Linked DNA regions of Sus scrofa: all the other regions are linked to region 3. The links are chromatin contacts, called in public Hi-C maps. All regions are on one chromosome and are shown on one strand. The core of a region is the stretch at or near the end of the contact, and the rest is flanking DNA. Distances in the headings are between cores, read along the strand shown. Region 1 has its middle 120 kb from the start of CEP57. Region 2 has its middle 240 kb from the start of CEP57. Region 3 holds the start of SESN3 (sestrin-3).

Evidence for each region. A called contact is a pair of places that touch in the nucleus more often than the background predicts.
Region 1: a contact with region 3 is called in a Hi-C map of subcutaneous adipose tissue, with 1.5 times the contacts expected there. The contact joins the enhancer-like site here to the promoter of SESN3 in region 3. A contact is called at or near these places in 2 of 5 promoter capture datasets (fetal skeletal muscle and liver), 2 of 47 Hi-C or Micro-C datasets (embryonic fibroblasts and subcutaneous adipose tissue) and 1 of 2 datasets of contacts at active chromatin or transcription factors (skeletal muscle).
Region 2: a contact with region 3 is called in a Hi-C map of embryonic fibroblasts, with 1.7 times the contacts expected there. The contact joins the enhancer-like site here to the promoter of SESN3 in region 3. A contact is called at or near these places in 2 of 5 promoter capture datasets (fetal skeletal muscle and liver) and 1 of 47 Hi-C or Micro-C datasets (embryonic fibroblasts).

The regions. Positions count from the first base shown.
Region 1 is chr9:27,690,155-27,694,304 of Sscrofa11.1, reverse strand. No RefSeq gene overlaps it. Among named protein-coding and RNA genes, the nearest start is that of CEP57, 120 kb to the left of the region's middle. Within about 2 kb of position 1,399, at least 4 of the 83 cell types and tissues checked have an H3K27ac peak or open chromatin away from gene starts, as enhancers often do. A contact at or near this core is called in subcutaneous adipose tissue, where this site is marked.
Region 2 is chr9:27,574,298-27,578,111 of Sscrofa11.1, reverse strand. No RefSeq gene overlaps it. Among named protein-coding and RNA genes, the nearest start is that of CEP57, 240 kb to the left of the region's middle. Within about 2 kb of position 2,526, at least 5 of the 83 cell types and tissues checked have an H3K27ac peak or open chromatin away from gene starts, as enhancers often do. A contact at or near this core is called in embryonic fibroblasts, where this site is marked.
Region 3 is chr9:27,276,943-27,280,994 of Sscrofa11.1, reverse strand. It overlaps SESN3 (sestrin-3), which reads left to right and starts at 1,790. Exons shown (of 10, transcript XM_003129758.5): 1 at 1,790-2,218. The coding sequence starts at 2,141.

The sequences.
Region 1 (4,150 bases), core at 150-2,649, 410 kb before region 3:
ACCACCAACTACCACATTGACTGTGCACTTACAATGTAGCCAGCACTGTCCTAGACATGCAGGGTATAAAGTCAAAAGGATATGGTTCTTGATCTCTAACAGCTTATGGCTGATGCATAAAGTGATAACTAGTCCAACCAGACGGCTTATGCCAAATCAGGGCTGTAGAGGGGAAGCACTACAGAGTTCCCTGGAGGAAAGATACGGGTTTCCAGGAATGAAGATAGGCTCCTGTTTCTTCTCATTTAACTCCTTAACATTATCAGCATCACAAGTTAAAAGGCCATCCAATCCCAACTATTTAGGCCAAGCCCACCTTTGTACCTTCATCTTCTGATCTTTGCCACTATATGATGAATTATTTCAATTTGAGCTAAATTTGATCACTATCCAAATTGGCTCTCAATGAAATAAAAAACTTTTTTTTTTTTTTTTTTTTTTTTTTAGTTGCGCCTGTGGCATGTGGAAGTTCCTAGGCCAGGGATCGAACCTACGCCACAGCAGTGACCTGAGCAGCTGCTGCAGTGACAACACCAGATCCTCAACCCGCTGCACTACAAGGGAACTTCAAAAATTGATTTTTGAATGCGCTGTACTAAACACAATATGAGAATACGGAAATGTAAGGCATGTCTTTTTCTGAGAAGTTATTGATCTGATTTGAGGCAGTGACAAAAATCCTGACATTGAGATGCAGAAGAATATAACATCTAGAGTTAAATACTACACTGTGCAATGCAGTTAAGGGAATGCTACCAATCCCGGTGTTAGCAGATTTTCATTTATCTGACAAAAGCAATTTCTTTCTAGCACCAGTGGAATGAAAGACTGTTCACAAGTCCAATGGGACTCTGAGCTGAGCGAGCCTGGGCAGAGAAAAGGTGGGCTTAGTCATTTTAGGTGATGGGTCCCCATGGCAACGGAAGAACAGGAAGCAGCTCTCTCAGGATGCAGACCATGCTGGGGAGGGGGTGCTGTCTTGCGGTTCAAACAATGCAGGCCTTTAGAGTAGGGGGCGGTGCCCCTCCCAGGCTCTGCCTTGTGAGTCCTTCATATCACATACTCAGGGCTCAGGTATGCTCGTCCCTCAGGCTGGCCAAGAAGGCAGGGGCTGAAACAAAGGGAAGTGAAAGTGAAATAAATGACCGCTTACTGAGCATCTACTGTGTTCTATGCACCGTGCAGGATAAATATTTAGAGTATCGCATCTTATTTTCAGAAAGTTTGATCTGTGTTATTATTCTCTTTCACAGGTGGGAAAATTGAACCCCATGGAGTCTGATGACTTGTCCCAGGTAGAATGCCCAACACTCACCGCTGAGATTCAAACACTTATCTGAGTCCTGGGCTTTGTCTGTGCTTTACTCATGTGGGACGCTGAGGCCACATGTGCCTCTCTGGCAGCAATTGCACAGGCCACGTCCTCTTGGCAAGGTCTTGCCTTCTGCAGTGCAGAAAAGAGAAGGAGGCAAAGCATGTTTCCTAAGGCTTCTTTATGGCCTGGCCCATGGTGTTTAGCTGTAGGGTTCTGCCAACAGAAAGTATCAGTGGAAAACGCATGAAACTGCAAAAAATCCTGTCACCTCTTGCCCCTTGCCAGAAACTCTTGAAGAATAATGACATGAAAAATATTTCCAGTTTAGAATTCTCCTCACTTTTTACCAGAACTCCGCCGAGAAGAAGTTTCCTGACCTTCTTACTTCTTCCTGACACAGGGTGGAGGTAGAGATGTGCAGTAAAATCAAACACAGAGGAATTAGGAGGCCTGGATTCTAGTCCTAGCTTGCTGATAATAGTTATATAATCTGGAGCAAGTAACTTTGGCTGCCATCACCTCACTGTCTAACGAGAGATTGTTCTATGAGAACCAGCACCAATATTCAGTGGTGTAAGAGCTGTGAGTTTAAATGACCTCATCCAATAGGAAGGCTGCCCAGGTAAAAGGGATTTGAGCACAGCTGAATGACTTGTACAAAAACACAAAAGAGGGGAAGGTAATAACGCCATTTCTTCCCTTTGTTCCTTTCCATGGAAATGCCTAAGAATTGTTTTTCTGATTTTATCTTATGCCTTGTGTGGTTTGAGACCAATGATCTAATTATTATTATTATTTTACTGACTAAACCCTTATTAATTGGCTTTGTCTTTTTCAAAAATTAAAATGTTGATTTACAGTGTTGTGCCAATTTCTGCTGTACAGCATAGTGACCCAGTCATGTGTGTGTGTGTGTGTGTGTGTGTGTGTGTGTGTGTATACATGTATATATACACATATACATATTCTTTTTCTCATACTGTCAATGGTATAGTTATTAAAGAATAAAGCTAAGGGATATGGTAAGAGGAGAGAGTGCATTTTTGGGAGATGGCAAGGAAACCTTTTACTCTGGATGTTTAATATAGATTTTTTATTATTTATTTTGTCTTTTTTACCTTTTTTTTTTTTAGGGCTGCACCTGCGGCACATGGAGGCTCCCAGGCCAGGGATCTAATGGAGCTATAGCCGTCGGCCTATGCCACAGCCACAGCAACACTAGATCCGAGCTGTGTCTGTGGCCTACACCACAACTCATGGCCATGCCAGATCCTTAACCCACTGAGCGGGCCAGGGATCAAACCCAAAACCTCATGGTTCCTAGTCGGATTCGTTTCTGCTGCGCCACAAGGGGAACTCCTTAATAGAGATTTTTTAAAATACAAGTAAGGTAGGAATTGAACGTTAAGGGGATATACATTTGTCACTGTAACATTTCTTTGGAAAAACTCCATCTTGATCATGGTAATTAGAGAAATGTAAGAGTAATTGCAAACATAGTACCGAAATGAAGATATCTAGCCCATCTTTGGCCCACATATCTTTTAGCCACAGAAGAGCTGCCTTTTTGTCATTTGTCTTTGTTACAGAAGTAGGTGTGAAAATGTTAACTTTAGAATCTGATCTGGTTATTTATCACTGATAGAACTTACTAGCCCGTTCTCCTCTTTCTTTTCACATTTACAATACAAGAATCCCTGTGTTAATAAATACTTTTATTTGCAAGTGACAATAACTCCAATAGTAAGTGAATGGTCTTCAGCAGAAAATTGGAATATAACAGTTCTCATAACCAAATTGTGTGGCGGCCATTGCCAAGCTCACTTTGAGGTGTCTTGAGCTAGAATTCAAATGCTTTCAGAATTTCCTTGATTTTTCTCTTGGCTTTTTCTTTTCTTTTCTTTTTTTCTGTACCCATGGCATATAGAAGTTCCTGGGCCAGAGATCGAATCTGAGCTGCAGCTGTGACCTTTGCCACAGCTGTGGCAATTCCAGACTGTTAGTCCACTGCACTGGGCCAGTGATCGAACTCATGCTTCAGCAGCTACCTGAGCTACTGCAAAGGCAATGCTTAATCTTTAACCTGCTGTGCCACAGTGGGAACTCTTGGCTTTATTCTTTTGGGTACTTGATTGCTCAGTTTCAGTCTCATATTCATTGAATCTTTTTTTTTTTTTGTGGGAAAGCTGGATTTTACTCTATTTTTATTTTTTTATTTTCCTAATACACTTTCTTTTTCTACTGTACAGCATGGTGACCCAGTTACACATACATGTATACATTCTTTTTTTCTCACATTATCATGCTCCAACATAAGTGACTAGACATAGTTCCCAGTGCTACACAGCAGGATCTCATAGCTAATCTATTCCAAAGGCAATAGTCTGAATCTATTAACCCTAAGCTCCCAAGACATCCCACTCCCTCCCCCTTGCCAACTACAAGTCTATTCTCCAGGTCCATGATTTTGTTTTCTGTGGAAAGGTTCATTTGTGCTATATATTAGATTCCAGATATAAGTGATAACATATGGTATTTGTCTTTCTCTTTCTAACTTACTTCACTCAGTAGGAGAGTCTCTAGTTCCATCCATGTTGCTGCAAATGGTAGCATTTTGTTCTTTTTTATGGCTGAGTCGTATTCCATTTTTTATATATACCACATTTTCTAATCCAATCATCTGTTGATGGACATTTGGGTTGTTTCCATGTTTTGGCTATTGTGAATAGTTCTCCATAGTGGTTGGGAATGTAAGATGGTACATTGAGTCTTTTAAGCAGAGAGAAATGATCCCCAAAGCTTCTCTCTAGAAGTAAAAAGAAAGCTTCTTTCTCC
Region 2 (3,814 bases), core at 1,277-3,776, 300 kb before region 3:
ACCAGCAGTGCCTTTGACACTATAAAGACAGCTGCCCAGCAACCATTGTTCTTTTTTTAGCGATAACAGCCCCATTTCCACTGGAGAATCATCTATTTCTCAGTCTTTTTTTTTTTTTTTCTTTCTTTCTTTTTTTCTGGGCCACAGGTGTGGCATATAAGTTCCCAGGCCAGGGGTTGAATTGGAGCTACAGCTGCCAGCCTACACCACAGCCACAGCAACACCGGATCCGACCTGTGTCTGCAACCTATACCGCAGCTCATGGCAACGCTGGATCCTTAACCCACTGATTGAGGCCAGAGATCAAACTCACATCCTCGTGGATACTAGTGCATTCACTTCCACCAAGGCAAAACTGGAACTCCCATTTCCCAGTCTTCCACATGTTTTGAGTGCAGCCAGGCCTCTCTCCTAACTGTGCGGGGGAGGCACGTGAGCCAGAACCAGCCAATCAGAACACGACAATTTTCTGGCTGCTGTAATTGGTTTAGGAATGAGCATGTGACTCAAGTTGGATCATTATGACCTAGTGCCAGGAGTTTTGCTGCATTTTTGGAGAAAATGCACTCTCTTGTGACACTATCCCTGGGGTAAGAGAACTGTTAGTGATTTTTGCCACCACTTGGAGCAATGACCTAAGAATGAAACCATTGCTGGGGATAACAGAACTAAGGGATGGTGAAAGACAACATACATTTTCTGAGCACCTGGATCTAGCTACATTACACTTGAAGTCAACTCAGCCCCTTGTGTTTTTTTGCTTTTGTATAGTAACATGGAACAATAAGCCCTTTTGACAATGAGATATATATTGCTTGCAAACAAAGGGGCTTCTGAGGCCCTAGCCCCTGTCACTTCAGCGACTCACAGAGTCTTGGGGCATTTATTAACTGGATTTGACTCAAGGACCGGAGTCTTGGCAATTTTCAAATGTTCCAAGGGGGCCAGTTGCTCAAATAGGAAATGTTGGACTGCCATGGATCCAAAGACCCTTAGCTACTCTGGCTCCCCACCCTACGTGGGCTTCTTAATAAATGAATGTGCCTCTTTCATATTGAAAGAGAACTGTCTAACTCTGAGGCTAGGTGGTATAGCCTTTAATGACGAGGTCTCTCTTGAAGACTCAACAGCTCAAGGAGTCCTGTTAGTTTCCACCATGCCATGTGGCCACCTTGGTCTAAGCAGTTGCCGTTTAATTTACACATTCTAATTTCTTTGTCTTGCCATAATATATCACTGTTCCTGCTAGAATATCCCACCCACTGGCCAATGCTTGTTATCACTCAAGTCTGCCCAGTCATTGTAGCTAAAGAGGTAAAGAGAATTTGGAATCATACAGACCTCAGTTCAAGTCTGTTTTCAGCAAATGTTCGCTACCTGAATTTGGACAGTTACTTAGCCTCTATGAGCTTCAGTTTCTTCACCTATAAAAAGGGACTAATAATTAATACCTAACTCAAAGAATTGTTTGCATTCAATGAAATTTCAACAACAATGATAATGGCAATGTATCAAGCCTGTCCTTCAAGTTCACCATAATCTAACTTCCACTTACTTTTTCCAATCTTCTCTCTATTCTCCCTTCTCCATCGCCATATGAACTCGGTTGCAGCCACATAGATTCAGTGATCACACTTGAATGTGCTTTGCATAGCGCCATTGTTGTGGCTTTAGTTCTATAGTTCCTTTCACCTAGAATATCCTATGGTCCATCTTCAAGACCAACCTTGAGTCTTACCTCTCCTATGCATCCTTCTTTTGCAGGTCAGCTCCTTACTCTTTGATCTTCTGGAGAATTTCTGATTGAATACACTATAATCTTGTATTGGATTTTTGCTTTTGCTGTAAACTTGTGTCCCCATCTAAACCTCTTTGTATCCTCCCCTACCCAACGTCTTAAAACACAGATGATTCTCAATGAATATTTGCTGAATGCTTTATCTCCCTCTCAATCATTTGTTATTGGATAACACTGAAATTCTAAAAAGTAAATTTAAAAAGAGGATCTATCTCCCCAGCTCTGTAACTCCCACAAAAGTCTGTACAGCTTGAGTTCAGACCTGTCTTCTGCTTTTGAATTTGCAATTGGAAACATATGGTGATTTGGAAGCCAGCCATTTTTTTCTTTCATTTTTTCCCCCTCTCTCTAAAGAAACCTTTAAAACCTCACTAAATATGTCAAGGAACAGCAATTAAAATGTCAAAAAATAGTAATATTGCTTATTGCAAAACACACACACACACACCATTGCTGGTGTGTTTATAAAGTTCCAAGTTGAAAAAAACAAGTGCTAATTTTAGATTTTGGTTTTTTCCTTTAAGTCATAATAAGAAAAAACACAAACATCGACTGAAACCCCAATGCACAAAACCTCTTAGTCATACCCACCAGGCACTTTCAAAAACCAATTTTCAAGAGAAAGGATTCTAATTCTTAGTTCATTGAATCATGAATCCTGCTACCCTGATGAATAGAAGGAATTGAAAGCACCACTAATGGAATCTTGTGGTTTAGTCTTAGATGGGAAAGTAAAAAAATGGGAGCTATGTTTTGCATGTTGTTTTCTAACTCATTCTCCACCTCACTGACACCCTACAGTGCTGAAGACTCCATAGTTCATAACCCCAAAGAGAATGAGCCACTTCACTTCTCATCGGTAGCAATGCCAATTTTTGCATCCTGATAATCACCACAGCAATTGGTGTTGAATCATGTATTGATATTTTGACTTCACTTGGGAAATCACCAATCAGTACTGATGAGTCATTCTTAACAAAGCTCTGGCTTTCTAAACTTTCGGGTAAGAATAGGTCAGTTTTCAGTGCAGTGATGGAAGACAGAATAGGGGAGGGGAGGGTCAGTGTATCTTAATTGTCTCGCTTCCCACAGGCAGAATTCCTGACTCCTGGACCACTTAGATTCAGTGATCACACCTGAATGTCCCCAAAGCAGGGCTGCCTCCTCCAGATCATCTCAGGACACTGACATCTTCAGGCCCTTAGTGTTTGTTTCCTCTTTTCCCCGAATCCTTGTAAGTATTATCAAGTGTTTTGAAACCAAGGCAAACAAAACCTACAAAGCGATGTCTGTGTGTCATGTGATCATTGTCCTTTACATCTTTAATGGAACAAGATTTTTTTTTCTTTTTAGGTCCACACCTGTGGCACATGGAAGTTTCCAGGCTAGGGTCGAATCGAAGCTGCAGCTGCCAGCCTACCCCACAGCCACAGCAGCTTGCAGCAATGCCAGATCCTTAAGCCACTGAGTGAGGCCAGGGATTGAACCCGCATCCTCATGGATACTAGTCAGGTTCTTAACCTGCTGAACTACAACAGGAACTTTTTTTTTTTTTAAACTGTAATCACTGGGACTTCAGTGATGGGAGATCTCCATCACTAGACAAACCATTATTCAAAACCCAGTCCAAATATCAGATTCTTTGTGAGACCTTCCTTGACCACCTGAGTCCCCTGAGCCTTCTCTCCTCTCAACCCTTAGAAAACTTGATGATCCTTCATTTGTTATTTACTATGAACTTCATTACTTTTCATGCGGGCAGACCTCCCCAAATAAAGTGCCAATGTCTTGTCTTATTTTAGTGTGGTGTTTAAGGGAACCCTGGAGCCAGACAACCTGGGCTCCGTTGTGGCTCCACCACTTCCTGGGCATGGCATTGAGCTAGTTACATAACCTTCTGGGCCTCACTTTCTTTATCTATGAAATGAGGATAAGAGTATCTACCTTATATAAATATAATGAATATTAAAGGAATGAATGAATGATTGAATAGGACATGCTTGGAACAGGCCTGGG
Region 3 (4,052 bases), core at 541-3,040:
CACATTTACCCAACCACATAACTTAGACCCTTTGGGGGTTTTCCAGGCTATTTTAATCTGTTTAAACCTGACACTGGCAGATTTCCATTTCCTTTGTTCCTTGTGTAGACTAGGTTTATGCCTGTTGGTCTCTAAAAGGAACAGAGAGGAGGCAGCTGTCGAAAAAATGAGGAGATTGGCAGTTTTAACCACACAATTTGCTCTAATAGCTTTGATATGCTAAACTTGCTAGCTCCTCCAAGTGTACCTTTCTGATTTTGCATCACAACACCACACTGAATCCCTAAGAAAACCGGGGTCGTTTTTTTAAATTGAAAAGGAGAGGAAGAAAAGAAGCCATTCTTTTAAATCATCTTCACAGATTCCTTCTGCCAACTGCAGGCCTTCACAAATCCTCGCACACTGGAGACCTTTAAAAAAGGAGAAGCCGAGAATACTGATCGAGTTCTAAAGAACGAAAACAGGTGATGTCAGAACGCACAGTCCTCTGTGGTCCCAGCCAAGGCCGGGTGGGGAGCTGGGGCTCCAGTGAGCACGGAGCTCCGCGCCAGTGCGCAAAGCAAGTTATCTCCGGGGACGGGAGGACACCGGTGAGGACCGGGCACCAATCAGGTTCTCTCTCGGCGCCTGCCTTTGTTCTCACTGGGGAGCAGGTTTCGGGGTGTCTGGCTTAGGGAACCCGCTTTCGATCGGCATGCGAGTCGCTACCCCCTCGGGAGACCTAGCTCCCTACTCGCCTGTCCCCCACACCCTGCCAGCCTGAGCTTTCCCCAATTGCATCTGCCTTCTCTCCCTTGAGCGTGAACGCCAAAATCCTGAATCCATTTTTAGCTTTGGGAGAGGCCGGTCCAGCCCAACAGTTTTAAATGGCAATTTGTTCTCTGAACCTTCGTTCCCAGGCAGGGTTCTGTGCTCTGCGTTTGTCTAACCAGCTGCCCCTGAAGGACTATCTATCAGGTGAAGACAAACCTGTCTCTTTGGCCTTTTCGTGCTGGACAAATACAGGAATTCTGTTGCTGCGAGACTGCGGGAAAGGTCTTTAGATGTAGAAGGAAACCGTTAATTCACTGGTTTTGTGTCTTTCCCCTCCTCTAACTCGATTAATGGCGTAAATATACTTAAACATTTATCCCCCACCCGCTGCCGAAGCCTCAGGTAACTGGTCTTTTGCAAAACAAGGATCACGATAAATGATGCATAAAGTTCTTTGAGATCCTTGGATGCAAAGTGCTACGTGACTGCAGTCTTCCTTACAGCTAAGCTAAGATTTTGGCCGAGAGAAAGCCTAACCACAGCCCTGACGGTATGAACGTTTTAGCTCCCCCCACCCCCAGCCTCTTTCTCAAGAAATCAGGAAATATTTAGCTCTATCTTAGAACCACTAGCGAGCTTTAGCTCCCAGCTCTTCATCTCATTCCCTCACCATTTCTGCAGGGGCTGTGGTTTGCCTTAGGAAAGGGGCTGGTCTTCCAGTGATTATTTGCATATGGCACACCCTCTTCCTCCTATTGGAGAAGCCTCACAAACTGTATTCCCTCCCACCCCACTACCTAACTAACCCGCCATCTCCCTTCAGTTCAGAGCCTCGGAGACAAACTTAACTTGCCCGGAGATTCGAGGCGTCCTCGCCCTACGTGATTGGCCGGAGCAGCTCCCAGCCGTGCTCTAGTTTCTTATTGGCTGGGGGCTGGCGCCCGGGGGGCGTGGCCGGAGCTGTCCGATTGGCGGGAGGGGGCGGTACCGGAGCGTGGAGGTGGTGAAGGTGGTGGTGAGGCGGGGGCGGGGCCGCACTGAAGCGCTGCGGCGGCGGTGGCGGCGGCGGCGGCAGCGGCAACGGTGGCGGCTGCTCGTCCTAGCCTGGCGGGGGCGGGGGTCTGGAGGATGAGGGCGGGTGGAACAACGGGCCGGTGAGGAGCAGCCGCCGCCGTCTCCGCCGTCGCTTAGGCATCCGCCACTGTGATCGCTTCGGACAGCCACTCGCTCTCGGGCCGTCGCCTCCCATCCCGACATCCCGCCCGGAGGAGGCTGAGGTTGAAACGCGGCCGGTGGCAAGGGAACTGTCCGGCCCTGGAACGGCGCGGGCGGCCGCAGTGACAGCCCAGCCCCGGCCCGCCGTCCGCCCTCGGTGCTTGCAGCCAAGATGAACCGGGGCAGCAGCAGCCCGTCGGCCGCCGCCAACTACCTGCTCTGTACCAACTGCCGGAAAGTGCTGCGGAAGGTACGGGCTCGGCCTGGGGTCCGGCCGGAGAGGGGCGCTTCCTGCCGGCCGCGGCTTGGGCTGCACGGCCCCGGGGCGCACTCTTGGAGCGAGGCTCAAAGGGATCCCGGGGCACCTTCCCTACTCCGCGACCCCAAAAGGGAGCATGGGTTGGGAGTGGAGGGTTTAGCCTGCTGCTGCTTTTGATCTTCGTCGGGATAGACACTAGTCCCCTGGGGTTGGGATTGGGGGGTGGGGGTGCCTGTGCTTTTTTCCTCCGTTCACCTCCCTACCCTGCAACCCCCGGCCTGTTCTTCGGGCGGAGGGAGGGACGGACCTGTTCGATCCTCCTCTGGGTACTTTTGATGGAGATCGGTGTGAAATAAGAACTGCCTGGTCTGGTCCCGAGGAACCTGACTCCCTCCTAGCTATGCCTAACTCTTGCGGGTTTGTTTTTTTTTTGTTTGTTTGCTTGTTTATTCGGTTGCTTCTGCCTTCCTTGCGCGCTCTCCCCTAACACCCTCTTTTTACGTTCTTTTGACGGTCGTCTAGTGGCTACAGTTCGATCCTGAAAGGAGCTGGTAAAGCAGCTTGAACTTTTATACCCACGGGAAATGCTATTCGCCCTTACAGTTCCTCAAGCTGGGGTTGGGGGAGGAGGACTGGTTGGACATGAGTTAACCCTTTTTAGCATTTACACCCCCCACCTCCAGCCCCCTGGTGTTGCTCCAGAAAAATCAGACGCACAATCAGCTTATTTCTTCCCAGAGCGGCTGATAGAAAGTTTACTTCAGTATTGTTTAGCTTCCTTGGCTTAATCGCTCCGTTAAGGGGGGGGTGTGTGTGAAAAGATGTCGCTTTAGACGAGAAAAGCTTTTAATCAGAATTTAACAGCCGTCACTGGGTAATATTACAATCAGTTTATTCTTCTCCAGACTCAGATTTTACATTTCATTAAGTGGAAACACTAGTTGAGGTGCTTCTGTTTGTCCAGTACAAATGAATTAAAATTGCTGAGCTGTGCAAATGCATCGAGACTGAAAGACCGAGAATGAATACCGCACCGTTTTTAGTCAGTTTCTCTAAATACAGTTCAATTGGGATTGTTCTTTATATATTAAAAAAAGAAAGAAAGAAAGCATGTAAGTAAGCAAGCTCAAATATTTGCTCTCTTTGTCCAAAAACTGTTTTTCTTCCTCTGTGGGTCAGGCCAAGTGCCAATCAAAGTTGTTTTTCAAGCCTCTTTTCCCTGCAGTAGGGCTGCTGCTTCCCCCCCGCCTCCCCAATTTTATTTGAGAGCATGAAGAAAGCAAAGAGATTGCAGATTTGAAGTTAATCAAACAGTTAAATATGCCTTAAATTGTGTTTATCGGATATGTTTTTCTTGAAACCGATTTTTATTAAATGTGCATGTTGAGTATGTGCAGTTATTTTTTTCCATAAACTCTGGGATCAAATTACAGTTGATACTTGCTCAGCTCATTGTAGGGCAGCTTGTGAGAAATGTAATGGATCAGAAGTGCAGAGCAGCCCAGTCCAATGTTAACTCTTTCAGTTCAGGGCCAGATGCCATCTGAAGTGAGCTTTTAAAAAAATGATGGTGATGATGATTTTCTAACTTCCAGAGGGATAAATTATGTCTTTAACATGAAAAAAAAGTGTTGAGACAAGTTTGATTAAACTCAAGCCCAGTTTTAAAAAACAGCTACTTTTTTTTTTTTTTTTTTTTTTTACCTGAAAAGGGAAAAGAAGAGTCGTATTGACTTGGACTTTTTTTTTTTTTTTTTTTTTTTTTTTTTTAGTGGCTCTGGCAATTTGTTAGATTAATAGAATGTTGGGAGGTTGTATTAAGGCT